Regions from separate parts of the Oryctolagus cuniculus genome. Here region 2 is linked to region 1. The links are chromatin contacts, called in public Micro-C maps. All regions are on one chromosome and are shown on one strand. The core of a region is the stretch at or near the end of the contact, and the rest is flanking DNA. Distances in the headings are between cores, read along the strand shown.

Region 1 (6,540 bases), core at 1,399-3,898:
TCGGGACTCCCCTGCCTCCTAGGATGAGCCGGGGCGCACGGGCAATGCGCCGGGCTGGCCAGATTCCAGACAAGCCACATGCTTGTCCCATTCTACTCAAACCTCGACTCCCACGGCCCCTCGAGGCCCGGCCCCTCCTGTGATGGTTCGGCTGCCTTCAGCCCGCCCCGCCTGCGACCCCCGACTCCCGCTGAGCCTCACCCAGGACCTGCTGCTGAAGTCGGGGCCTCTGGCCTGGCGTGCTCCTCCCTCCACCTCCCCGACGCGGCCCTGTCCTTGTCCCGTGCGTGGGCTCCCACGGAACCAGCGCAGGATCTGGCCACACCCCAGCCTCGAGGGTCCTGAGTGCTGAGCCCGGGCGGCAGGCCCAGGCTCGGGAACCCCACAGCCCGCAGCCACCCGGCTCCAGCACCTACGAAGTCCCGGGACCGGAGCCGGCACTGCGGTGCACGGAGCACAGCGGCCGCCTGCGACGCCAGCACTCCATCAGGGCCCTGGTTCAGTCCCGCGGCCCCACTTCCCATCAGCTCCCTGCTGTGGCCTGGGAAAGCGGCGAGGACGGGAGACCCGGAAGCAGCTCCCGGCTTCGGCCTGACCCCGCCTGGCCACTGCAGCCACTTGGGGAGTGAACCAGCAGACGGAGGACCCAACTCTGCCCTTCAAAAAATAAAAGCAAAATCTTCCTTAAAATGTTCCAAGATAAACATAATAAAAAATTACCAAAAAATAGTTCAAAGATAAATAGAATTAAAAATCACGAAAAGGTTCAAAGAGAAATAGAATTTAAAATAAAAAAAAAAAAAAGCCACGGGCTCCTGGACAGGCGCCGGCTCGGAGCTGTGGCCCAGCGAGACCCCGCCCCCCGCGCGGGCGGAACCACGCGGCTCCAGCCGCAGACTGGAGGCCCAGAGGGGTGAGGCAGCTCGCCCAGCAGCACAGCCAGAGGCCAGAGCCGCGCCGGCACCACCCGCGGCCTGGCCGGCCGGCGCCGCACCACGCAGGCCCTGGCAGCCGCGCCCCAGGGCCCTCCCTGCCCTCACCTGGACGGCTCCCCAGGCGCCACACGGCACGCAGGCTCCGCCTCCCCAGCCCTGTCCGTGTCGGACCGGTTGGTCCAAAGGCCCAGCCCAGGGCTGCTGAGGCCCCGCGAGGCCCACGGGGAGCTCAGCCAACAGCTCCAGCGCCCGCGTGCGGGCGTGCGGGCGGGCGGGCAGCGCACCGGGCACGCAGCAAGGGCAGGCCGAACGCAGGCGGTGTGCGACACGGGCCGTCGGGGACCCCGCCAGGGGCGCGGCAGGGCCGGGCTGTCAGCAGGGGCATCGGCAGGCTAGCGCCTGGACCTGTCCTGGAAAGGCGCGCCCGGGGTGGGTGTCCGTTCACGGTGGGGGTGCTGAGCGACGGGTGTTGTGAGCGACCGGTGGAGCCGTGACAGGTGGAGCCGTGAGTGACAGGTGGGAGTCCTGAGTGACGGGTGGGAGTCCTGAGTGAGGGGTGCAGTCGTGAGTGACAGGTGCAGTCGTGAGTGACAGGTGGGAGTCCTGAGTGACAGGTGCAGTCGTGAGTGACAGGTGCAGTCGTGAGTGACAGGTGGGAGTCCTGAGTGACAGGTGGGAGTCCCGAGACGGGTGGGAGTCCTGACGGGCGTGTCGTGAGTGACGGGTGGACTCCCGAGTGGCGGTGTCGCTGAGACACGCGGGCGAGGCTGTAAGAAAGGCGGGCTGGGCCGAGGGCCGGCGTTCGCCGTCGGCACAGAGCAGAGCCCGGCGCGGGGCAGTGAGACGGGGCTCCGGGGGGAAGGGCCGGCCCAGCGCCCACCGTCAGCCGGAGGAGCCGGAGACCCCAGGGCTGCGCACAGAGACGCAGGCAGCCCCTGCTCACCGCACGGAGAGGCGCAGGACGCGGGGGACGCGGGGCGGTGGGTGCCCCTTCCCGGCTCGGGCGTGGGGGCGGGGGGCCGGGAGACCCCCGAGGAGCCGGCCCGGGCTCTCCCCGCCGGCCCGGGCGCGTCCAGTGCAGCTCCACCTCCCGAGCGCCCGGCGGCGGGCCCAGGCCCGGAGCCGGCGGGGCAGCACACGGGCCGGCCCACGCCCTCGCAGGACGCACCTGCGGCCGCCCCGCGCTGGCCCGCGGGGACCCGGGCGGGGGCTGCTCACCCAGTTTCCGAAGCCGAACTGCTCGATGGCGTCCAGCAGCAGCTGCTCCTCGCGGCTGGTCCAGCCGCCCTCGGCCTCCGGCCCCCAGAGCGTGAAGCGCCCGCCGTCCACCAGCTGGTAGCCGTGGTAGCGGCGGTGGTGGCCGATCTCGGCGCCGGCCGAGAAGCACTCGGGGCACAGCTCGATGTCCTGGCACTCGGTGCAGCGGAAGCGCAGCGGGCTCACCTCGGCCAGGCAGTACACGCAGTACTTCTTGCCCAGCTCCGCCATCTTCGCCCGCTCGCCGCCCGCCGCCGCCGCCGCCGCCGCGCCGCCGGCCGTCAGCGCCGGGCCGCCCGCGGGGCCCGCCGCCCCGGCCGCGCACGAGCCGCCGCCGCCCGCCGCCGCCACCGCGGCCGCCGCCGCCCAGGCGCCGCCCCGCCGCCGGCCCGCCGGGCCGCGGCCCGCCTCCGCTCGCAGGCGCCCCGGCCCGGCCCGGCCGCCGCCGCCGCCGCCGCCGCCGCCGCCACAGCCGTCGCCCCGCCGCACCGCGCAGGCGCCCCGCGCGGGGACCCGGCCCGCCGCTCTGCGCCTGCGCGCCGCGCGCGCCGGCCGCCGCCTGCCCCCGAGCCTGCGCGGCGCCCCGCCCCCGGCCTGGCGGTGGGAGAGGGGCGGGCGGGGAGGGAGGCGGAGCGCCACGCCCCTCGCGGCGCCGGCCTACGCCCGCTCCCAATCGGTTCCGTGCCTCTCCCGCTCGCGGCTCGCTATTGGCCAGCGCTTTCAGGGGGCGGGGCTGAGGGGGCGTGGCGTCGAGCCGCTGGCGGGCCAATCGGCGGGCCCACCGCGCGCGCCCTTGGTTGCCCCGGGAAACCTAACAGCCTGCGGCCGAGGTCCGCTGCCCTGGCCGAGCCGGTCGGAGATGGACGACCACACGGAGCACAGGGTCAGCACCATGGAGGAAAGCGGAGACGAGGCAGGCCTGGCCTGGCGCCCATCCGACATCGAGGCCAGCTCCGGCCCCCGGGCTCCGGGTGAACCTGCGGAGCAGGAGCCGAGGCCGGAGACGGAGGAGGAGGGGGAGGGTGAAGAGGAGAAGGAGGAAGAGGAGGAGGAGGAGGACAAGGAGAAGGAGAAAGAGGCGGCAGAGGCCCCCGAGCGAGGCGCCCCCGTGGACGAGCAGGCCGAGGCCGCGGAAGGGCCGGAGGCCCCGGAGGCCGCGGGCGAGGAGGGGCCCCTGGAGCCGGGGAGGCTGTCCACGGTCGGGGCTGAGGAGCCGGCCAAGCGGGCATCGGAGGCCCGGCCAGAGGCGGCGGAGGAAGAGGAGGCGGCGGCGGCGGCGGCGGGGGAGGAGAGGAGGGCCCCGTCCCGCGCCTCCCTGCGGGCGTCCACGGCGAGCGAGGCTGCGCCCGGGCCGCCGGCCGAGGCGGCGACCGCGCAGGCCGAGGCGGCGGCGCAGGAGCGGGCGGGCGACTACGAGGACCTGGAGTGGTCGGCCGAGGTGCAGCAGCAGCAGGAGCGCCAGCTGCGCAGCGAGCTCCTGGAGCAGTACCGCGCGCTGCTGGCCGAGCGCGGCCGCTACCAGCGCTGCAACCTGCACCTGCAGCACCGCATCGCCGAGGCGCTGCGCAGGAAGAAGGGGCTGGAGGCGGGCGAGGCGCCCGACAGGGCCGCGGAGGCCGAGGCGCCCGAGAAGGAGCAGGCGTACGTGCGGCACCTGGCCGTGCTGGAGGAGCTGCGGAAGCAGGAGGCCGACGACCTGGAGTGGTACCACCAGGAGCTGGCGCAGCTGCAGCGGCAGGCCGGCGAGAGGCTGGCCAGGGCGGAGCGCGAGTGGCGCCGCTTCCAGGCGCTCAAGCGGCAGGTGGTGCTGCAGGCCATGGGCAGCGGGCGGCTGCGGGGCGGCCGCCAGGCGGCCGTGCGCGAGGTGGAGCAGCTGCAGGCGCTGGAGGAGAGGAAGGAGCGCGAGATGCGCGCCGTGCGCCTGGAGAACGTGCAGCTGCGGCAGAGCCTGGCGCACTTCGAGACGCGCATGCGGGCGCAGGAGAGCCTGGCCGACGGCCTGCTGCTCATCGACTTCGAGCAGCTCAAGATCGAGAACCAGACGTTCAGCGAGAAGGTGGAGGAGCGCAGCGAGGAGCTGCTGCGGCTGCAGGGCAAGGTGACCAGCCACGTGCAGGTCATCACGCACGTGCGGGAGAAGCTGCACTTCGTGGACACGGAGAACGCCTGCAAGAAGGCGCAACTGCTGGAGATCGAGGCCCAGGTGGCCCAGGGCAGGGACGTCCTGACCAGGACCAAGCAGGCCCGCGACAGCCTGCGCGTGGACAACGTCAAGCTGAGCCAGAGGTGCGGGCTGCTGGGCAAGGAGGCGCTGCTCCGCGACCTGGAGGAGAAGGTGGACAGGACGGCGGCGCTCACCCAGCGCCTGGAGGCCCTGCAGCGCCACCACGCCGGGCTCCTCTTGTCCTGCAAGGGCGTCAAGCAGAAGATCAGGGAGGCCAAGGCCTTCCTGCCGTCTTGACGCCCCGGCGCCCCGCGGAGACGCGGCTCCCCAGTCAGCGCCGAGCGCAGCACGGCTCGCCCGTGCGCCTGGCGCGGGGTCACGCGCCGGTGCGTGTCCAGTCCCTGTTAATAAACTGCGGCGCCCGCCCGCGGCTGAACGATCCTGCGATTCCAACCGCGTACGCCAGGGGGCGCCGTTCCCCTTCCACACGGAGGGCTGACGATTAAAACCTCACTGTGGGTACCGCGCGTGTGGTGTTGGTCACTGCTCCTACTCCACCAGGTGCAGGTGCTGCCAGGTAACTAGCACTCTCCTAACCCTTGAGCCAGGAGCTTCCTCCGCGTCTCCCACGTGGGCGCAGGGGCCCAGGGACTTGGGCCATCTTCTGCTTTCCCAGGCCACAGCAGAGAGGGCTGGATCGGAAGTGGAGCAGCCGGGACTCGAACCAGCACCCATATGGGATGCCGGCACTGCGGGCAGGCTTTACTCACTACACCACATGCCGGCTCCCCCAGTCAGCCCAAACGCCCAGCCCAGGGCCAGGGCCTAACTTGGAGCTGGGTGCTGGGATCCCTTCCCTCATCCTTGGTAGAACGCTGAGGAGTGTAGACGAGCAGTGAGTGCAGGCTCTCTCCCCCAAATGGGTCGTAAGCTCCATTCTCCTGGTGTCCGACATCTCAGAGAGAGGCAGAATCCACACCTTGCTGAGAACGTCACCGTTAAATAAACGGCTTTATACTGTGAAAACTGGTGGAGGCGGGGCGAGAGAGAGAGCCGCTCACTCCCCAAATTCCCCCAAGACTGTGGCTGGGCCAGGCCAAGGCCAGGAGCCAGCACTGCGCCTCGCAGGAAGCCGGAGCCCGGAGCCCGGGCCAAGCCTGCGGCCAGGCCCCGCGATGCGGCCCAGGGCACCTGCACCGCTGGGCCAACACCTGCCCCAGCTTCATCTGCTGACACGGTTCGCTTTCCAAAGCAGCCAATGGAGTCGGCTAGGATTCCTTCAGGGCCCGCGCTGTGCGGCCGCCCCGTTTCGCCAGCAGGGCACGCAGGGAGGAAACGCCAGGGGCGGGCAGTGTAGGCAGGAGACGGCAGTGCCCAGACCACACCGCACCCCTGGGCACAGCGCTCGCCTGCCTGGCTGGGCGGCCAGCACCCAGCACCTCGCCTCGTGGTGGTGTTCAAGATGTGTGACTTATTTGTTTGGAAGGCAGAGAGAGAGAGAGAGAGAGAGAGAGAGGTCCCATCCGCTGGCTCACTCCCCAGACGGCCACGACAGACAAGCACAGGCCACGATGACCCAGGAGCCCAGCACTTCCTGAGTGCCTCCCACACGGTGGCAGGGGTCCAGGGTCTGAGCCATCCCTCAGCCGGGAGCCTGATGGGACACGGGGCAGGTGGGACTCGCCCCGCCCTGATCCGGGGCACGGGCGTGCCGGGCGGGGCCCACCCACCGCGGTGCAGGGACAGCTCAGTATGCAGACACAAGGCGTCCCCACATTCCCAGGCTTCACACGGTTGACGTGTGTTTCAGGAGGGGGAACCGTGCGGTTTTCAGGTTTGGGAGTACAAGCAGCTAACAGTGCTTTACCGAGGGCACGGGCCCGGCTCTCAGCAGTGCTTTGTGTGTGTGCGTGTGTGTTAAGATTTACACAGAGAGTTATACAGAGAGAGGGAGAGAGAGAGGGAGAGAGAGGTCTTCCATCCGCTGGTTCACTCCCCAGATGGCTGCAACGGCCAGAGCTGCTCTGATCCGAAGCCGGGAGCCAGGAGCTTCTTCTGGGTCTCCCACATGGGTGCAGGGCCCAAGCACTTGGGTCATCTTCCACTGCCTTCCCAGGCCACAGCACAGAGCTGGATGGGAAGTGGAGCAGCTGGGACTAGAACGGTGCCCATACAGGACGCCAG
Region 2 (6,846 bases), core at 3,719-6,218, 250 kb after region 1:
CACACACACAGACACACATGCACCACAGACACAGATACACACATGCACAAGGCACGCACACACATGCACACAGGCGGGCATGCACATGAAGGCATTCATGCGCAGAGACAGTGCACATACACGTGTGCACATACAGACATGCACACACATACATGTGCGTGCACACACACAGGGTCCAGAAACTCCACCCCGCTGGGATCTCCATTCGCAGCGGGGCAGGAAACGACCTGCTACTGACGTCTGCCGAAAGCCTCGGCGTTGCGAGACAGCTTTGGGGAGTTTCTTCCCCAGAACACTGACGGGCTTCCCAGTGCGGCCGGTGCCAGTCTCGGAGGGAACAGGTGAAGTGGCTCTGCACCGAGAGCCTGGCGCTGTCTTCGTTATCCGTCACCAGCGCCGGCGAGGGGCAGACGGCGCTCCCCCGCCGACTCGCTCTCCAAGTGCCGGCGACAGCGAGGACGGACCAGGCCAAGCCGGGACCCAGGGGCTCCAGCCGGGCCGCCGTGGGGCTGGCAGCGACTCAACCGCTTGAGTGATGGCTGCAGGGGAGTTGGGGCGGGGCCCGAGTCCTCGGGTGGGGGCGGGGGTCTCGACCACCAGGTCCAACACCGGCCTGCGAATGTCTTCTGGGGGGGGGGCCGAGCAGGTGGGGCCGCTGGGCGGGGGCTGCCGCAGAGGCCGGGAGGGGGGGCCACGCGGGGTTTGTGGCTTCGCCTCCTTGAGGGAGACGCGGGAGATCCGAGAAACCCCAGGACACTTGCGGTAGGGGAGCGACCTGGGAGCCTGGGCCACAGGACAGGACCGAGAGGCCAGAGAGGCCACAGGGGTGGCGTCTCTGCGTGTGTGTGCATGGATGTGTGTGCGCGTGCTTACCCTGCACAACTCTGTGTACATGCGTGTGTGTACACGTTTGTGTGTATGACTGTGTCCACATGTGTTAGCATGTGTACATGCCAGCATGACTGTGCATATACATGCACGTGTGCTCATGTGTGTGCCCTCATGTGTGTGTGCGCACAACTCTGTGTACATGCTTATACGTGCGTATGCGTGTTTGTATGAGTACAGCTGTGTTCACATGTGTGTGATACGTGTGCTATGCGTGTGGGCATGTATGCGTGTGCACCCACGTGCTGGCGAGTCTCTCCTTTGCTTGGGACCCCAGGGGTCTTCCTCCCCGCGTGAGGCTGAACTGGGAAGAAGGGGGAGGACCAGGCCCAGGGGCGGGTGGTAGGAAAGCTCTCTCGTCAGGCTGAAGTACCACAGGGCCGGACGAGAGGCGAATCCGGCCAGCGATACCCGGCTTATGGGACGTGCTAGGACCTCAGGGCAGGGGCGGGGAGGGCACGTCCAGTCCTGACCTGGGGAGCTGAGCCCGCGGGCCCTCTGTCTCCCTGCCAGCCGCCCACACGTCCTCACCATCCCCTTCCACTCACTCACCCGAGACAGGGGACAGCCTGCTCTGCACTGGGCACGGTGCCGGTGCCGCGGACTGAGATGGACGAGATGGACAATGGCCGTCATCCGTGCCCTCGTGGAGGAGACAGACAGACAAGTACAGAAAGAAACGGGTGCAGCCCTTCCAAAGAGGCAAAGGCCACTGGCCAGAGCCACAGACCGCGGGCCGCCGGTGCTGCCCCTCCCCGCTCTGTGCCTTGAGCCACTGCTGCAGCCCCTACTCTGCACCCCGCGAGCCCCTCAGGATGGACAGGGTCCCGGGGCTCTGCAGCTCCAACGCCAGGGCCTTGGGTTCCGGGAGGCAGAGGCTGGACCGGCCCTCCCAGGCCTTTCCTGCTCCCGCAGCGCCCCCTGGTGGGCAGCAGCTGTGCCTGCACCAGACACGGCCCCGCCCTCCCCACCTCGCGTCCCCGACTGCTCGGCCACCTTGCAAAGCTTGGAAACCTCTGTTCTTGCTCTCGGAAAGGCAATGCTGCACGCCTGGCCTGCACATTCCCGGGGCGTGGCTAAGGGAGACGCCCTCCCTGGACCCCCGCGAGCACCTGCAGCCCCTAAGGCTTGGGTTGGCTGAAGCTGCCCCTGGTATCTGACCTTCGCACGCGCAGGCCAGCCCGGGGGCTCCTGGGAGAACCCCGACCCTCCTTCCGCGTCCTTAGCTCCAGGGAGCTTGGTTTCCCGCGGACACGTTTGACTGAGCTCCGCGTCTGCCTCGCCACCTGTCCCGTTGGTCCAGGGCTCAGGCACGCTGGACTTCCTGCTGGGAACCCAACAAGCCCCACAGAGCCCACGGAGCCCAGCCCACGAGCAGGGGGCAGTGGGGGACAGGCACGCTGGGCTTCCCACTGGCCTGTCTGGCGGGGCGGGGACCTGTGCTGCCTGCCCGGCATCCCGAGCCCATCTTTCTCCTCCTCCTCAACAAGAACTTGCCATCGCCCCACGCAGCGCCTGACAGCGGCTAAGTGCCAACCAGGACGCCGGCCGTGTCCTCCTCGGACAGGGCGTGCACTCAAGTTCGTCTCCGCTGCCCACTCCAGGTGACCGCCCAAGAACCCGAGTCCTCGCTCAGCCCACGCGGAGGCCCCTGGCCCCTGACCTGGCCTGGCCCAGCTCAGCTGCTGAGGCCAAATGGGGAGTGAACCAGCACCCGGAGCGGCCACTCTGCCTCACAAGTAAACTTAAAATCAAGTCAACAGCTGAGCCGATTACCGTTCCTATTGGTTACTATTCTAATTTTCTCAACCTAGTTTTATTTATTTATTTATTTGAAAGGCAGAGTTAGAAAGAGGCCGAGACAGAGAGGTCCTCCATCTGCCGGCCCCCTCTGCTGCAGGTAACTGAGCCCTGGGACTGGGAAGGTCTCCGCTCACAGCACGCTGCGGCTGGCACCTCCTGGGACTTAGCTTCTCTCCCGGCCGCAGCAGTGCCCTAACTCCCCGCGACTCACTGCCTTCCAGTACAGCCTTCGGGTGTGTGTAAGGAGGCTGCCACAGGTCCGGGGTCCGGGGTTGCCCCGTGCCAGCCGCGGTGCCTGCGCTTTCGGCCTCTAAATCCAGGCGCTGCTTCCTGTGAGCGATGCCTCCCCAATGAGGAACGCTAAGGGCGACACCACCCGCTGTGTCGGCCTCCACGCCGCGCCGCCACGCCCCTCCCCCCCGCCCTGGCCGGGATCACCGGTTCAAGCCCCCGCATCCCTGCTGATGTACCTGGGAAGGCCCAAGACGGCTCTAGCGCTAGGCCCCGCCACCGCGTGGAGGCCAGTACTGGCTCCCGGCCGCCCCCTGGCTTTGGTGGCCACAAGGGGAGTGAACCGGTGGATACAACCTCTCTCCTCTGACTCTGCCCTTCAAGTAAACAAACAAACAAAAAAAGACACGGGCCTGCGCTGTGGCACAGTGGGTTAATGCCTTGGCCTGCAGTGCCAGCATCCCACATGGGCGTCGGTTCGAGTCCTGGCTGCTCCACTTCCGATCCAGCTCTCTGCTGTGGCCCAGGAGAGCAGTAGAAGATGGCCCAAGTCCTTGGGCCCTGCACCCTCGTGGGAGACCCGGAAAAAGCTCCTGGCTCCTGGCTCCGGATCGGCACAGCTCTGGCTGTTGCAGCCAATTGGGAAGTGAACCAGAGGATGGAAGACCTCTCTCTCTCTCTCTCTGTCTTTCCTAACTCTCTCAAGTAAAAAATAAATGTATATTTTTTGACAGTCAGAGTGGACAGTGAGAGAGACAGAGAGAAAGGTCTTCCTTTGCCGTTGGTTCACCCTCCAATGGCCGCTGTAGCCGGCGCACCGCGCTGATCCGAAGGCAGGAGCCAGGTGCTTCTCCTGGTCTCCCATGGGGTGCAGGGCCCAAGTACTCGGGCCATCCTCCACTGCACTCCCTGGCCACAGCAGAGAGCTGGCCTGGAAGAGGGGCAACCGGGACAGAATCCGGCACCCCGACCGGGACTAGAACCCGGTGTGCTGGCGCCGCAAGGCGGAGGATTAGCCTAGCGAGCCGCGGCGCCGGCCTGAAATAAATAAATCTTTAAAAAAAGACAACGGGGCACCTCCCAGCCTCTTTCTTTCTCCCGGGAACACCACCGCCTACTTCCAAACCAACAATAATTTAACTTTTATTGACACGTAGATTATAAAGCAACCATCGGCTACGGCGGCCAGGCGCGGCCAGAGCTCGGCGCAGGCGCACCCCGCGGCTACTCGGAGCTGTCCGGCTTCCTGCTGGACGCTGCGCCTGCAGGCGGCTTAGAGAACCGGACCCGTCCAGCACGCTCCGCAGGGCTGCGGCGGCTCGGCGGCTTCTCCGGGGCCGTGGCAGGCGGCGCACCGGCGGGCCCCGCGCGGTCCTCAGAGCGGCGGCCCGTCGCGGCGGCGCGGGAAGTGGTCCTCGGTGCGGAACAGCCCCGGCGGCTCGCGCGGGGCCGGCGGCGGCGGCCGGGCGAGGAAGCCGGGGCCGCCCACGCTGCGCAGGAGCTGCCGCAGCGCCCTGGGCAGCGCGCCCAGCTCGGCCTCGGCCCTGGCCACCTCCTGCTCCGTGCGCGCCACGCGGCTGCCCACCATGCGCACGAAGGCCTCCAGCCGGTCGATCTTGCCGTAGACGCGCCGCATCTCGGCGGCCTTGGCGTGGATGCGCGGCACGCCCTCGCGGACCACGTGCGCCGAGTCGCCGCGGATCATGTCCAGCATGGCCACGAACTCGTCCACGCGCGTCAGCAGGTCCTCGAGGCTGGCGTCCAGCGCCTCCACCTCGGGCCGCGCCGCGGCGGCGGGCAGCAGGCAGGCGGCGTAGCCCGCGGCGGCGCGGCGCAGCAGCGGCAGGTCGCGGCCCGGCGCGCCGTCCTCCGGGCCCTCGTCCTCCCACGGCCCCGAGGCGCTGCTGTGGCTCTGCGACACGTGGCCGCTGTCCCCGCCGCTCCAGCCGGGGCCCTGCGCCTCGGCTTCCTCGGCCGCGGGCGGCTCCGCCATGGCCGGGCGGCCCAGGGCGCTCCCCGCGCACGCGCGCGCACGCACGCACGCACGCTCGCCCGCCCCCACTTCCGCCCGCCGTGCTCGCTCAGGGCGCACGCGCAGCCGCCTTCGAGTCCGGGCTCCGGGGGCGCGCACGCTCGCTCGCTCGCCCGCGCACGCACGCGGACCGGAACAGGAACTCGGAGAAGCTATGGCGGCCTCAAGGCCTTGTGCTGCGGCCGTGGGGCCCGAGCGGGGCGGGATGGAGGCCTCCGGCTGTCTCCTCCCAAGCTGCGAAAGCAGCAGGCGGGCGGGCGGCCCGTGGTCCTACGCAGGCCATGTTCACGGAGCGTGCGCTGTGACGGCGCCGAGAGCCAGGTGACGGAGTGGCCGTCCTGAGTTACTGGGGCCCCCAGCCCCCCAGGAAAGCCTGCGCTGCCCCTTCCCCCGCACACACGCGGGGCACTGGGTGTGCGGGAGCAGTGTCAGGCGCCGAGGTCTAGGTCGTTTACCAAAGTCTGCCCTCGAACCGGACGCTAGAAGAGGCCGTAGTACCCAAGTCCTTTTTTAAAAAGACTGATTTATTTGGAAGGCAGAGTTACAGAGAGAGGTCTTCCATCTGCTGGTTCACTCCCCAAATGTCCGCCCCGGCCGGAGCTGGGCTGATCCGAGGCCAGGAGCTTTTCCCGGGTCTCCCACGCGGGTGCAGGGGCTCGGGGACTTGGCCATCTTCTGCGGCTGTCCCGGGTGCACTAGCAGGGAGCTGGGTCGGAAGTGGAGCAGCCGGGACGCGAACCCGTGCCGCAGCGCCGGCCTCAGGACATACGTCCTTGTGAGGTTTTATATTTTGAAGCTGCTGGGGTTCTTGAATGTACGTGTGTGGTTTGCATGTTGCAAGGACATCAGTCAGCACTCGGGACAGCCTCCGGAGAGTCCTACCGCCCGCCGGCCACACGGGTGTCTCAGCCCGCTGGGCCCAGTGCTTGCTCAGGGCCAGCAGGAGAAGGCAGACGTGATGGTGTGTGGCTGGAGGCAGTGCGCTGTAGCGCCGCGGTCCCTCCAGTCGCTGCCCCGTGGTCAGCAGCCCGAGGAGAAACCCACGTGGCGAGAGCCCAGCCTGTTCCCGTAACCGCAGGAACAAGGCCTGGACGCAGAGCCAGAGCCGCAGCCGGATTCTGAGCGTGACCTCGTGAAGGGCCTGGGCCGGAACCACATGAGCGCGCGCTGTGGTCTGCGTGCTGGTGCTCTCGAGTCCTGCCCCAGGGTGACGGCGTCAGGGTGGGCCGTGGGGCGGTGATTCGGTCACTCGGATGTGACTGGCCACCTTCTAAAAGGGGGACGCGGGGGCGGGGGTTGGAGCCGCGGTGAGCACGCCATCTGGGATGCCTGCGGCCGTGTCGGGGCTCCGGGCTCCAGTCCTGGCTCTGATGGGGCTTCCTGATCCCGTGCACCTGGGAGGCAGCAGGTGACGGCTCAGCTACCAAGTCTCTGCCGCCCACCTGGGAGACCCTGATGCAGTTTCTGCCGCTGGACTTCACTTTGGCCCAGCTCGGGCCGTTGTGTACCTTTGCAGGTGGACCCTCTGTCATCTGCCTTTCAAATAACCACATAAATAAATGCATCTTCCGGACAAACGAGATGTAGACAGGAGACCCCTCGCTCCTCCCACCAGTCAGCACACAGCAAGGAGCTGCCGTTGTGAGCCTGGGGGTGGCCGTCAGCAGATACAGAGCCTCCAGCCCCTGGATCGTGGTCTCCGAACCCTCCAGAGCCAGGCGAGACCTGTGTCAGCGTGAGTGCCCGCTGTGCGTTGTTTTACCAGCACAACCAGACTGACACAGACGTCTCTGTTGGGCGGTGCACGGCTACAGCGCGTTTGTCTCGCCTGTACCCCCGCTGATGGACACCTGGGCGGTTTTATCCGGGTGGTGTTAGAACAAAGCTGCTGT

Evidence for each region. Hi-C and Micro-C count contacts between places; a contact is called where the count stands out from the background.
Region 2: a contact with region 1 is called in a Micro-C map of ear pinna, with 5 times the contacts expected there. The contact joins the promoter of BLOC1S4 here to the promoter of CFAP184 in region 1. A contact is called at or near these places in 3 of 6 Hi-C or Micro-C datasets (ear pinna, psoas muscle and an unstated tissue).

What each region holds. Positions count from the first base shown.
Region 1 is chr2:3,121,850-3,128,389 of mOryCun1.1, forward strand. CFAP184 (cilia and flagella associated protein 184) reads left to right here and starts at 2,649. Exons shown (of 1, transcript XM_070069548.1): 1 at 2,649-4,878. The coding sequence starts at 3,052. The coding sequence ends at 4,653. It overlaps TADA2B (transcriptional adaptor 2B), which reads right to left and starts at 2,657. Exons shown (of 2, transcript XM_070069549.1): 1 at 2,154-2,657. The coding sequence starts at 2,423.
Region 2 is chr2:3,364,943-3,371,788 of mOryCun1.1, forward strand. BLOC1S4 (biogenesis of lysosomal organelles complex 1 subunit 4) reads right to left here and starts at 4,969. Exons shown (of 1, transcript XM_051830061.2): 1 at 4,041-4,969. The coding sequence starts at 4,915. The coding sequence ends at 4,298.